2 separate regions of the Delphinus delphis genome follow, and region 2 is linked to region 1. A link is a contact called in public Hi-C data. All regions are on one chromosome and are shown on one strand. The core of a region is the stretch at or near the end of the contact, and the rest is flanking DNA. Distances in the headings are between cores, read along the strand shown.

Region 1 (6,389 bases), core at 708-3,207:
TTACATGTTTATAAGGCTGAGGATTACTGTTTCCCTGTAAAATTACACAATCAGGTGTGTTACAACTGAGATGCAGCCACTTTTGACATCTGGGGATAAAAGGAACGATGCTTTATTTTTTTTTTTTTTTCCATTTCAGCATTTAGTTTCATTCAGTAGGGTAAATGGAATCAAAAGGTGACATAATTTCCTTTTTCTCCTAAAGGAGGTCAGAATACCACCACATGCTTCATAAGTCTCATAATAGCATTTTAAATTCTTAAAAAGAGCAGAAATAAAAGTTATTTTGAACTTATTTTAAAAATTACCTGTAAGAACAATACTTAATAAATACTATTTGAATTTTGCTCATGGCAATGAGAATGTAATGAAAAGATTCAGTGGTCAAAGTAAATTTCCTCTTTACCGGCTTCATGGAAACTTAGGGCTGAAAGGACTCTTAAAAGATCATCCAGGATAACCAACCATTTGATAGTTGAATTCCCCTCTATAAAAACTCCATTAAGTTGTTGTCAGATTCATTCAAACACTGCTAGTGGCTGGGGAACTCATTACCTCCTGAGGCAGGCTAATTTATCTGGGATACTCTCTGTTATGAAGTACTTCCTTCACAGAAATTTGTTCCCCTCTAGCTTGTACCCACTGACCCTAGCTCTATCTCACTGAAGCTTACAAAAACAAGTCTAATCCCTCCAACATAAGACAGATGTTCAAACGATTAATGGATATGACTACCCTTAAAGTCTTGGCCAGCTAAACAACTGCAACAACAGCCTGGAATTATTCATATGACATCGTTTGTGGTTCCTTTTCCATGAATGGGCTCCAATTTGTCTCTAAGAACTGAATGCAGGACTCCAAAGCGTGAACTGATCAGAACCTAGAGGTATCCTTTCCTCACAGGAAATGTTATGACACGGTTACATAACTCATTTGTTGTAAGATACCCTCCATTTTTGGTATAACCGAGAGTCAGAGAACTCAAAAAAGGGAATACACGCCACCGAGATCACCGGCTCTGGGCCTGCTGGAGTAATCACACGCCCCTCGCCCACCCACTTTTCGGTCAACTGTTGGGATCAGAAGGAACTCAGAAGCAAACTGACGTCTCCCCTCCCAAGTCACTGGGGAAGTTGTCGAAGAAACCCACACAAACAGTGCACCTGCCCAGGGCAGAAAGGTGCAGGATGGGGTGAGAGACCCAACATAGGATTAAAGTCTGATGTTTTTCGGATGTGTGCTTGGGCCCAGGGGGAAAGGTATCTCGGTCCTCGTTTTCATTTCCGTGAAGGAAAGGACCGGCGCAGTGACAGCAACACATCCTAAAATCCAGCTCTAAACCTGGCAGACAGGAGTGGAGACCGGGGAGATGAAAGGCAGTTTGTGGAGAGGCTGTTGGTGTGAGAGACGTGAGAAAGGATTGACGATTCGGGATCTGAATTTTACCTTCACATTTCTGCTCCACAAAGTCCAAGATGGGGATGGACCAGTCCGGGCCCCTCAGAAACCCCGCGATGCTCTCCACTACCCATTCCACCTCGTCCTCTTCTTCCGCAGCCATTCCGCCCTCGAGGGCCGCCGCGGAAGCCTAGGCCAGACCCCCGGAGCCTGGAAGGCCTTTCGGCCGCAGGGAACCGAGAGGAAATGGGAAGACAAGTTGCCCCCGCAGTCTCGCAGTCACCTGGATGAAAGCTACAAACCAGTTAACGTAAAACGGTCGCTATGGCAACCCGCGTAGCCGCCCCTAGAAGCCGCCCGGAAGTGAAGCCAGCTTCCGCGGAGCTAGCGCGTCCTGGAGAGAGGTATTTGAAGAACTCTTCCGATTGGCTGGAAAGGAACAGTATTGAGTCGAAAGGTAGCCTTCAGCCCATTGGCCCGGAGCTGCTGGGGCAGAGAGCAGGAGTGTAGCCATTGGCTGGAAGTCCTGGAAAGAATCTCAGCGTTCCCTCTAGATAAATGCGTGAGACCAAGGCTTAGAAATGGCGCTGGGAAGGCGAATCGCACCTGGACTATGACTGAAAATTTTAAAGGCTTCAGTACACGGTTGTATCCCCACCACTCAGTCCCGAACATTTTCAGACCCGCTGGCCCAGAAACGTTTGCAATTAAAAGGTTGTTTGAAAATACAAACCTGAGCAAAATAGCTCTGTAAGACTTGCTGATTCGCTCTGCAGTCAGTTTGCATCCTGTAGCAGAAGGCGGGCCTTTAAACTTTCCTGCGCAGATAGAAATAACTAGAATTGACCTTTTCAAGAGCAAAATCAAAGTAAATGTTCCTTTAAATAAATGTCTAGGTAACCAACCCTTTTGTTAAGTAACACCAACTCTACTTTTAGATTGGGGTTATTTGTGGAATGGGTCTTCAAAGGTCATTGTCAGGGTACTTGGCATCCCAAAATATTTTCAAACAACCTTATATGTATTTACATAAATGGGATCATATTGTATGTACAGTTATGAAACTGTTCACTTAATATTTGGTCATCTTTTCATATAAACATAAAACTATCATTTCTGTATAGCTTCATGGTATTCAATAAAATACCGTTTCGTTATTTTTATTTCTTGTATATACACACAGTATCTTACTTGGATGCATAGATGTCATTAGTGTGCAGGGTTTTTTTTCCCTCCGTGGTGTGGATATACCATGCCATTTTTCCCTTCTACAAACTGCTAAAATGAACATCTGTGTGTCTCTAAGAACTGTTGGTTTATTGACTATTCCAAAGGATAGATTCTACCAGATTTGCTAAATGAAAGACTATATATACTTTGATTTGTGTGACCAATTCTCAATAGCTAGGTTAAGTTACTTCGATTTCTCAAATTTATAAACAATTCTGTAATGAACATACTTGCACATGTTTTTCAACTCTAGTCTCATTATTTACTTTGAATAAATTCCCAAAGGAAAGATTACCGAACCTATTTTTAAAAGCCTTTTTGAAAAATATCTTTACCAATCCACTAGGTTAAAGATGATACATAGTTTTAATTTGCATTTTTAAATTTGAATTTGAGCTTTATTTCATATTGATTAGCCTTTGTGTTTCTTTCTATGTTACTTTTTCATACCTTTTGACCATTTCTTCTTGGGATTTATTTTTCTTATTGATTTGAAAGAGCTTTTTATACATTAGTATAAGAATTTTAACTCTGTCACATGTTGCAGTGACATGTTTGTAATTTGTCTTTTAGTTCACTGTGTCTTTTGCCATATAGAAGTTTTACATTTTTTATGTAAATGATAGCCGATAAGTTATCTTCCTTAGTGGATAGCCATGCTCCAGGTACCACTTACTGGAAATGGGTGTGGTAAGTGTGGGGGGTTTTGAGTTACTGAGAAGAGGTAAAAGGAGAGAAGGACATCATCATTTTGGAGCTAAAATATTGTGACACCAGAAGGGGATTACTGTGGCTTCTTGTTCTCCTTTTCTGTCTTCTAAACCAGCTTAAAAGAGAAATACTCCTTTTCTGCCAGTTTCCTTTCTTCATAAGGAAATTACTTGTCAGGTTTCTAATGAGCGTGAAGGCCACCAAGTGCTATCCAACTGCACTCAGCATTACCTGGCCTTAGGGTCTTTATCTTTAGTCTCTTGGGAGTGCTTTCCAATTCCACTGGAAGCAGATAATAACTGGAATGCACAAGCTCTTCTTCCGTTTATTTTCTCAGCATCATTCTTCAATGTGGCCAATGTGAATTCCCTCAGGCCTGCAAGTTTTCTCATTTATTTCAAAACATTGAATTATTTCAATTTTCTCCTCAAATGAAAGGATTTTCTTTTTATTCAGTACTTGGGACCTTTATAAGAAGGATTCTCATACAGATTTAATATAATATATTCAATATGCTTATTATGAAATAAACACAAACTCAAAAGAACAGTGCACACACTCTTAGGGCAATGCATGTGGGATGCTCTGGAGGAAGAATAAGAAAACAAGGTGGGTGTGCGTTGTGCATTTTACCATATAGCACTTTGTTCAGCCAGGTAGTGTTTTTCATGTTTTGCAGTGCTACAAAGCATGGTCCTCTCTTGAAAAATCACAACTTCTCATTTTGACCACTTTAGCTGCTATGTATGAACAAATGTTCACATTGAAGTTGTTTGTTGTAACAGAAAAGACTGAAATAGATAACATACATACCCATGTAAGCATACACACACACACACATATCTACAGTACTTTTACCATGGTGTTGATAAGAGGTTAATTAGAGAACACATAAAAATTACTTGGGACCATGCTTGGTAAGTTAGTAAATGCTCAATACATGTTAGCTATTATTATATGTAATTTAGATTCTTTTTTAACAGCTTGCATTCTCTTTATTTTGTCTCTCTTCACTGACAAGTCAGTTACGTTCTTTACTGCATTCCTACTGAAATCTCTTGCTTCTCCCCATCCCTGTATGGGAACTGGATCTCTGCCTTACTAAAGGGTTATAAAGTTCAGTCTTAACAAGATAATTACATTCCTCCAGATTTTTCAGGGACCACGTGAATAGCAACTACTTACATTTGTGTAGTAGTTCATAGTTTACAAAGAAATTTACATGTTTGACTCAGGACAACCTTAAGAGCTAAGTAAAGATGCTATTAAGATTTCCCCCATCTTACGGATGATGTGTATTAGTTTGCTAGGACGGCTGTAGCAAAGTACCACAGACTGGGTGGCTTTGTCAAAGGCTAAGAAATAGTCAAAGTAAAACCAGTGAATCACCAAAGTAGTAATTAGTTAAAGTTTATTGTACACACATCAAAAAGACAATTTGCAGACCAGGAGCTCTTAAACCAAAACATGGAATGAGGCTCAGGGGTATATTATTATAAAGCAGCTTATGTAATGAGAAAGCAGTGACCGTTTATTCTTTACAATGATTGGTTATAATATTAGAATTTTCTTAAACAATAGGGAATTTGTCAGTGATTACCTGATATCAACCTTGGGGAACAGTTCAAGTTTCACTTATGATTTCCAGAGGCATAAACAAGAAATGACCCAGGTCAAGTAGGTCTCACACAACAAACTAAATTAAGCCTTGTTTGTATGACAACTCTTTTTATTAGCTAAGGGAATTTTCAAAGCCAGTCTCCCTTTGTTTCTGATTTTAATAGCTTGAGCAACAGAATTTTATTTTCTCATAGTTCTGGAGACTAGAAGGCTGACTTCAAGGTGTCAGGGGGTTTGGTTTCTTCTAAGGCCTCTCTTCCTGGTGTCTAGATGCTGCCTTCTCACTGTGTTCACATGGTCTTCCCTCTTTACCTGTCTGTGTCCAAATTTCCTCCTCTTATAAGGACATCAGTTGAAGGGGATCAGAATGTGACACCCTAAAATATGCCACTTTGGCATATTGGTTATTTTGAGCTGAAGGCAGCTGAGAAACAGCAGATGCAGAAATAGCTCTCTGCTCTCCTCCATCTGCATAAAACAGGACATAAATTTCCCATGAGAAACCTACTTACTTTCCCTGTACCAGGCAGAGGCGAGGAGAACATTCATCACTGGAGACGAGGAGTCAATTCTGGGATGAGTCTGCATAAACAGACTCTACTAAAATAACCCTTGTCTTCCATTCAAAGATATCTTAACCACTCCTTCCCCATGTATTTACAAGTCACTTCCGCACAATTTGTCAGCCCTAGAAGCCCAAGTCCTCTTTCCTTTGTCTAGTCACTTCTCCACAGTTTATTACCCTTCGTTAAAATGGTACGTAAGCCCACAAGTCTCTCTGCTCTTTGACTTTTTTCACTTCTTTTTGGTGAAGCCTCCATGCATATAAAGTTGTAAATATTAATAAAATTGTATGCCTTCTCTCCCATCAATCTGACTTTCGTCAGTTTAATTCATAGGCCCCAATGACTAAACCTAAGAGAGTAGAAGAAAGGTTTTCTCCTTCCCTACATAGTCGTATTGGATTAGGGCCCACCCTAATGAGCTCATTTTAACTTAATAATCCCTTTTAAGGCCCCCTCTCCAAATGCAGTCAAATTTTTAGGTACTGTGGTTAGAACTTCAACATATGAATGTTGGGGGACATGATTCAGCCCATAACAGGTGGGAAAACTGAGACTGTATGAGGTCACATTTCTTGCCTGGGGTCAGCACAAAGTCAGGGCTTGCACTTCTCTGTACTTGACACTTAAGCAACAAGGTAACCTCCAATTTTAATTTTATGATATATATCACAGAAGGTTTTCCATGTTTACATGACCCCTTTTAATGTTACCTAGTGTCTTAGCTTGGGCTGCTGTGACAGAATACCATAGTCTAGGGGGCTTATAAACAACAGAAATTTCTTTTTCACAGTTCTGGAGGCTGAGAAATCCAAGATCAAGGAGTCAGCTGATTTGGTGAAGGCCCACTTCCTGATTCATAGACCA
Region 2 (6,411 bases), core at 860-3,359, 210 kb after region 1:
CAAAGTGGTTACTTCCAGAGAGGTGGGATATAGGATTTGACTCACTTTCTTTAGTAAAAAAATAAATTTTAATTTGCAGAGATAGTGGAGAGTTCCTGAATGTCCTTCACTCAGTTTCCTCTAATGTTAACATGTTATGTTAACTATGATATGTTTGTGAAAATTAAAAAATTAACACTGGGGTATTACAAGTAACTACAGATTTTATTCAGATTTCACCAGTTTTTCCACTAGTGTGCTTTTCTGTTCCCGGATTCTATACAGGATCCCACACTGCATTCAGTCATCACATTTCTTTCTGTCTGATCTGTGATAGCTTCTTGTTTCTTGTCTTTTTTTATGATGGTATATCAGGGTGGAAGGGGAGAAGCAAAAAGGGACAGAAAGGAGGTGAATAAACAACTTAGTCTAGGAAAATAGTTACCCCTATGTGTGTGTGTGTGTGTATGTGAGGGAGGTGGGGAGAGAAAAGAATTTTTGAAAGCAAACATTGTATGGTTTCATTGCACGGCAAGTTGCTAGTGATCTGGATGAGTGGAAACCATTTAGGAAAGGAACCCCATATATTGGCAGCATGTGGTCAAAGGACGTGGAAGAGTGAATAGATGTCTGTTAAATGAAGACATATGGGGCATTTTAAGGTCACTTACATGGAGCATCATTTTAAATGTATGAGTAACGCTTGGTACTGTGTTTTCACCCAGGTCTTTTCTTGCTTTAGATGACCTTGACAGCTTTGAAGAGTTCTGCTCAGATATTTTGTAGAATGCTCTTTAATTTGGGTTTGTCTGATGTTTTCCCCATGATTAGAGTAGGGTTGTGGGTTTTGGGGACAAATATTAGAGGTGAAATGTCCTCATCACATCATTTCTCAGGGTACATTATATCAACATGACATTGCTGGTGATGTTTACCGTGATCAGTTGGTTAAGGTGGTGTCTGCCAATTTTCTCCATTATGAAGGTACTATTTTTCCCTTTGCATATTCTATTCTTTGGAAGCAAGTCACTAAGTCCAGTCCACACTCAAGGCGGGTGGGGTGGTGGTGGTGGTGAAGCTTTACCTCCTAGTAGAAGTTATACACATATATTATGTGGAATTTTTCTGTAAGGAGGATTTGTCCCTTCTCCCCCATTTATTTGTTATAATCTAATACTGTGTTATTTTGTTGCTCAAATGTTTCCAGCTTTGGCTCTCCCTCCCTCCCTCCACTTTCTATCTTTTAGTGTATTGCTTTAATTTTCCAGATTAGTATGTATTTTCTTCATGATTAGAAACATATTGGTTATTTTCACTTTAATATTGGGAAAAAAAGGTATGACTTACTTTGATGTTCAATCAATTTCTGCTTCTCAACTACTTGGCAAGGCAGAGAGAGCAAAGAATACTTTCTTGCAGAAATAGGCATTTCAGTGAGTGTGAAAGGTAAGTAAAATGATAGCAATTGAAATGCACTTCAATAGTTTTCAAGGGTGTGAGTGTTTAGGTTCATTAAAAAGATTTTCAGGACAGAGGTTTCCATTTAGTCATTCAACAACACTGATTACACATCTTTGCGGTGGCACTGGGGAGACAAACATAAAAAAGGGGAGGGCCATGAGTTAGGCGGCCAGACTATGGGGGGCGGGGGGAGGCACAGAGAGTTTACATAACGTCCCCAAGTCTACACAAGTGGGGATGAGCTGGGATTGGAACCCACTCTAGCTTTATTACTTTAAATGCCACCCACACGAGGTGACTTTTGAAAAAGAAAGCGCTCCTCGCCCAGTACTAACTGGGTCTATCGCCACGTTCCCTTGCATTTTTCCCTTTTTGTTAGTATGTCTTTTAAGGACTTATAATTTCTCCCACATTTCCCCGTTTAACTTTCCCTTGAGTTGTACACATCGAAGCCGCTCACAACCCCAGAGTAGCAGTAATTTACTTCCTAGAAAGCGAAGGGTTTTGCAGAAACGCGCTGCTGACACGTCACCCGGGTACACCCCGCGACTGTACCAGCGGCAACAGGGCTGTTCCGAAATCGGACTTCTGAGTCCCGGGTAGAACCGCTTCCGGCGGCACCGGAAGCCCGCGGGGGACCATTTTTGAGACGGACTAGCCTACTGACAGTCCTCCCGGGTCCGGAAGGTGATCTTTGCCCTGCGTCAGAATTCCGGCGTCCTGGACCTTACGTAGGAGCTAAGTGAGTGGGGTCTCTTAGCCGTGTCGTTCCGGTTGGCGTGTATTGTTTGGCCTAAAGTGTTAGCGGCACAGATGACAAGCAATGCGCATTGCGCATTCGGGAGGCTTTCCATTGTGCACTTAATCCATACGTGATTGTTACTTTCGGCATAACGAAAGCGCTATCCAACCAGAAGCGGCCGGCTGCTTGCTCTCCCCGCGCGCCGCGGCAGGTGTCCTCCACACCCCGACCTCCCCTGTGCCCAAGGATTTTTGGGCTCGGGTTCCAGGCGAAGCCACCCTAGATCCGACATTCTACCGTGACTTCTTTTTACCTTTCAGATAACTCCCAAGGCTTCTAGCTGTTTCATTCAGACGTTTTCACCAGCGCAACTACATTATTTCCAACATCCTTTTTCAGGTTCCATGATAAGAATATACTAGCGGCGAAAGAACACCGAATTGGGAGTCAGAAAGCCTGGGTTCTAGTCCTGTCATTAACTAGCGGTATGACATTGGAGAAGGCTTTTTGACCTCTCTGGACTCCATTTTCCTTTTCTTTAAAATGAGGGGCTTGGAATAAGTAGCAAGTAAGGTTCCTTTTAGTTTTGGTATTTGGTTTATTGACCCCCAATGTGTTTTTCGAATCCCTGCGTCAGTGAAATAGTTGTGCTTTGGTTAATCTCCGTGTAGGACTTTTCCTCCCGTTGTATTAATCTGTGTCCTTGTTAAATCTGGTTTTAGAGTCATTAAAAAAATTTTTTTTTCCCTAAGGAATTCTGTGCTTCCTGAGCACCCTTTACTTCTGAGTTCAGGGAAATGTACCTAAATAAGATTCTTTAAATGTGCCATTCTTGAGGTGTTTAAGAATCATTATATTGGAACATTTTAAAGACAGTGGACCCCAAAGGAAGGGACTCTTGCTTATTAAACTTTGAATCAACAACCTCAGATGCAGTGCCTGGAAGATGGTGCTCATGAAATGTCTGCTGAGGAGAAAACTAGTACTTATGTTATTTTAGTTGCTCCTTCCCTTAAACACTGAAAAGCAAAGCTGTAGAAATGCAGTGTTGTGATCAGAAGAAATAGAAGACTCAAGGAGGAAAAGACTATACTACTGAGTTCTGAGCTACACTGTTGAGGTCTGTTGTGGTTTTCTCTCAGTAAACTCTTCTTTTGTCCCAAGAGTAATACTCAAAAGGCATTATTCAATAGGTATTTATTGGCATTATTCATTAGATATTTATTGGGTGCCTTCTTCCCACTCTAAAGCATCTTTTTTGGGGGGGTTAGGAAGAGGGGAAAATGTTAGGGTTGAAAGACAGTTCCAAGTAGAGGGAGCATATGCAAAGTTTCAAAGATTAGAAGACGTTGGAGATTACAGGTGAGACAGAATAACAAAAATTTGGGAGATAGGAGTGAGGGAACTATAAGAGCGTAAGAGATGGAGTGAGAGATTAACAGAAGGCAGATAATGAGTCCTTATATAGCATGTTGTTTTTTTTGTTTTTTTTGTTTTTTTTTACGGTACGCAGACCTCTCACTGCTGTGGCCTCTCCCGTTGCGGAGCACAGGCTCCGGACGCGCAGGCTCAGCGGCCATGGCTCACGGGCCCAGCCGCTCCGCGGCATGTGGGATCTTCCCGGACCAGGGCACGAACCCGTGTCCCCTGCATTGGCAGGCGGACTCTCAACCACTGCGCCACCAGGGAAGCCCTATAGCATGTTTTGAAGTTGTACATTAAACTAGGGATAATCTCCCCCCATCCTCCCAAAGAATGTTTGGCAAAGAGTTGATGAGTGCAAATTTGCATTTAAAAAAAAAATGACTGTAGTTGTGATTTGGTTAGTTGATGTTTCAGGAGTGAAAAAAGAACCCTTATAAGTTTGTTATTGTATTTCAGTGTTATTATGGTAGGAACATTAACAATAGTTCTAGTTAATATCTAGAGAGTACTTAGTACGGAATTCCATCTCTCTGGACTGTGAGCTCTTTCAGGGCAAGAACCCAGTTTTACTCATTGTTGTAACTCTAGCACAGTGTTTTGTGTGTAGTAGATATCCAATTAATATTTACTAACTTGATTTCAATATTAACCAAAATAGTATTTGAAAACTTTTTTCCTAGGAGAAACATGAACCAGAAGATACTTAAGTTGGAGAACTTGCTACGATTTCACACTATTTGTAGGCAGCTGCACAGCCTGTATCAAAGAAGAATGTTGGCACAGTGGAGGCACGTGTTTTCATCTGCTTACCTGGTGTGGACAGCTCAGCTGTACCCCCAGCCCTGGCAGACACATGCGCTCATCAGGACCGCTTTATCTCAACATAGGCTTCTGGTGACAAAGAAGGTAGTTCTAGATTTCTCTGAGTTTCTCTGTTATTTGATCTGAGATAAAAGTGCCTAGAGCCATGAGTAGAAATCCATTTTGAGTATTTTGTCATTTTTGAAATCTTTATGCCTTAATGCTACGTTCCAGGCAATAAATCTTTGTGAAGAAGGGAGGCTCTAGTTAGTTGTTTAGTAATGTTGATTAATTTGCTTATTTATATCAGTGTATAACAGTGAATTAAGGAATCAGGATTTTAAATTTTAGTCTAAGGTTTAACAATTTATGGGAGTGTTGGTAGAAATAGGAGCCCTGACTGTGGTAGATATTCCAGAATAAATCTCAAAGTTTTTTCTTCCTTCTTTATGTGTTCTGAATATTTAATAGGAAAAAAAATCGCAGAAATCTCAGCTATCTTCAACAAAATCTAAAAAGGAGGTGGAGGTATGGATTGGAATGACTGTTGAGGAGCTGGCCAGAGCAATGGAAAAAGACATAGGTGAGCCAGATAATTTTATAAGGAAAAATATGGAAACGTGGAATACCTGGTATTTTATTTGCAGTGAGATTAAGGCATTCAAGGATGAAAATTAGACTAGTGGTTTAAAAAGATGTTAAGTAATTCCAATATTTTTCACTTTAGATGACAAATCCTAATTAGTTTCTTGGCTCTTTACCAAATCTAGTTTTCTAAGATTTTGCTTTTAATAAAAGTGGAAAAGATTTTTTTAATTTGAACTAACCTTTCTTGCTCAGAAATCTCGTGGGCTATTAGAATAAGTCCAAAGAATGCTTTTGGACTGAGGGACCGTATTTATACTCATTTACTTTACTTTTGTTTCTCTATAATTCTCTAATTGCACTCATTTTGACAATTTCTGTAGTGTAGTGCCAGCAGAAAAATATTTGTAGTAATAACTACGACATTTTTTTTCCTTAATAAATTTATTTATTTATTTTTGGCTGAGTCGGGTGTTTGTTGCTGCTCGTGGGCTTTCTCTAGTTGCAGCGAGCGGGGGCTGCTCTTCGTTGCGGTGCGTGGGCTTCTCATTGCGGTGGCTTCTCTTGTTGCAGAGCACGGGTGCTAGGCACACGGGCTTCAGTAGTTGTGGCACGCGGGCTCAGAAGTTGTGGCTCGCGGGCTCTAGAGCACAGGCTCTGTAGTTGTGGCGCATGGGCTTAGTTGCTCTGTGGCATGTGGGATCTTCCCGGACCAGGGATCGAACCCGTGTCCCCTGCATCGGCAGGCGGATTCTTATCCACTGCACCACCAGGGAAGTCCATAACTACAACTTTTCATAATACCATTTTTATTAGAAATTCAATAAAAATTGTAATTGGCCCACTGTATCCAAGGGTTCTGCATCCGTGGATTCTACCAACCGTGAATCAGAAATATTAAAAAAAAGAAAAAAAATCCAGAAAGTTCCAGAAAGCAAAACTTGAATTTGTCATGCATCAGCAACTGTTTCTATAACATTACATTGTATTAGTTATTGTAAGTAGTCTAAAGATGATTTAAAAAATATGTGGGTGGATGTGTGTAGGTTATATGCAAATACTGTGCCATTTTATATAAGGGACTTATATATAAAGTCCATGTATTTTGGTATTCAGGGGATGTCCTGGAACCATGCCCCTGCAGATACTGAGGGACTACTGTATTTATTACCAATTTAGGATTGTTGGAACAAAATTTTCATTTCGTTTTCATTATAAACTGACATTAAAATTTAGTAAACAAGAAATGGCTTATATTATTATTATTATTTTTTTTTTGAAATGGCTTATTATTGTAACAAAATAAAGTAACAAGTGAAGCAGACTTGGCAAAAAATTACTACTAATAACATATTTATTGAGCTGTTACTATATACCAATACTTTATATGTATTAACTCATATAATTCTCACAATTCT

The links. A called contact is a pair of places that touch in the nucleus more often than the background predicts.
Region 2: a contact with region 1 is called in a Hi-C map of lung, with 6 times the contacts expected there. The contact joins the promoter of MTIF2 here to the promoter of CCDC88A in region 1. A contact is called at or near these places in 2 of 3 Hi-C or Micro-C datasets (lung and muscle).

The regions. Positions count from the first base shown.
Region 1 is chr12:43,869,013-43,875,401 of mDelDel1.2, forward strand. It overlaps CCDC88A (coiled-coil domain containing 88A), which reads left to right and starts at 1,958. Exons shown (of 32, transcript XM_060026582.1): 1 at 1,958-2,043; 2 at 6,316-6,389. It overlaps CFAP36 (cilia and flagella associated protein 36), which reads right to left and starts at 1,721. Exons shown (of 10, transcript XM_060026579.1): 1 at 1,447-1,721. The coding sequence starts at 1,561.
Region 2 is chr12:44,083,604-44,090,014 of mDelDel1.2, forward strand. It overlaps MTIF2 (mitochondrial translational initiation factor 2), which reads left to right and starts at 2,110. Exons shown (of 14, transcript XM_060026596.1): 1 at 2,110-2,182; 2 at 4,288-4,513; 3 at 4,880-4,991. The coding sequence starts at 4,295.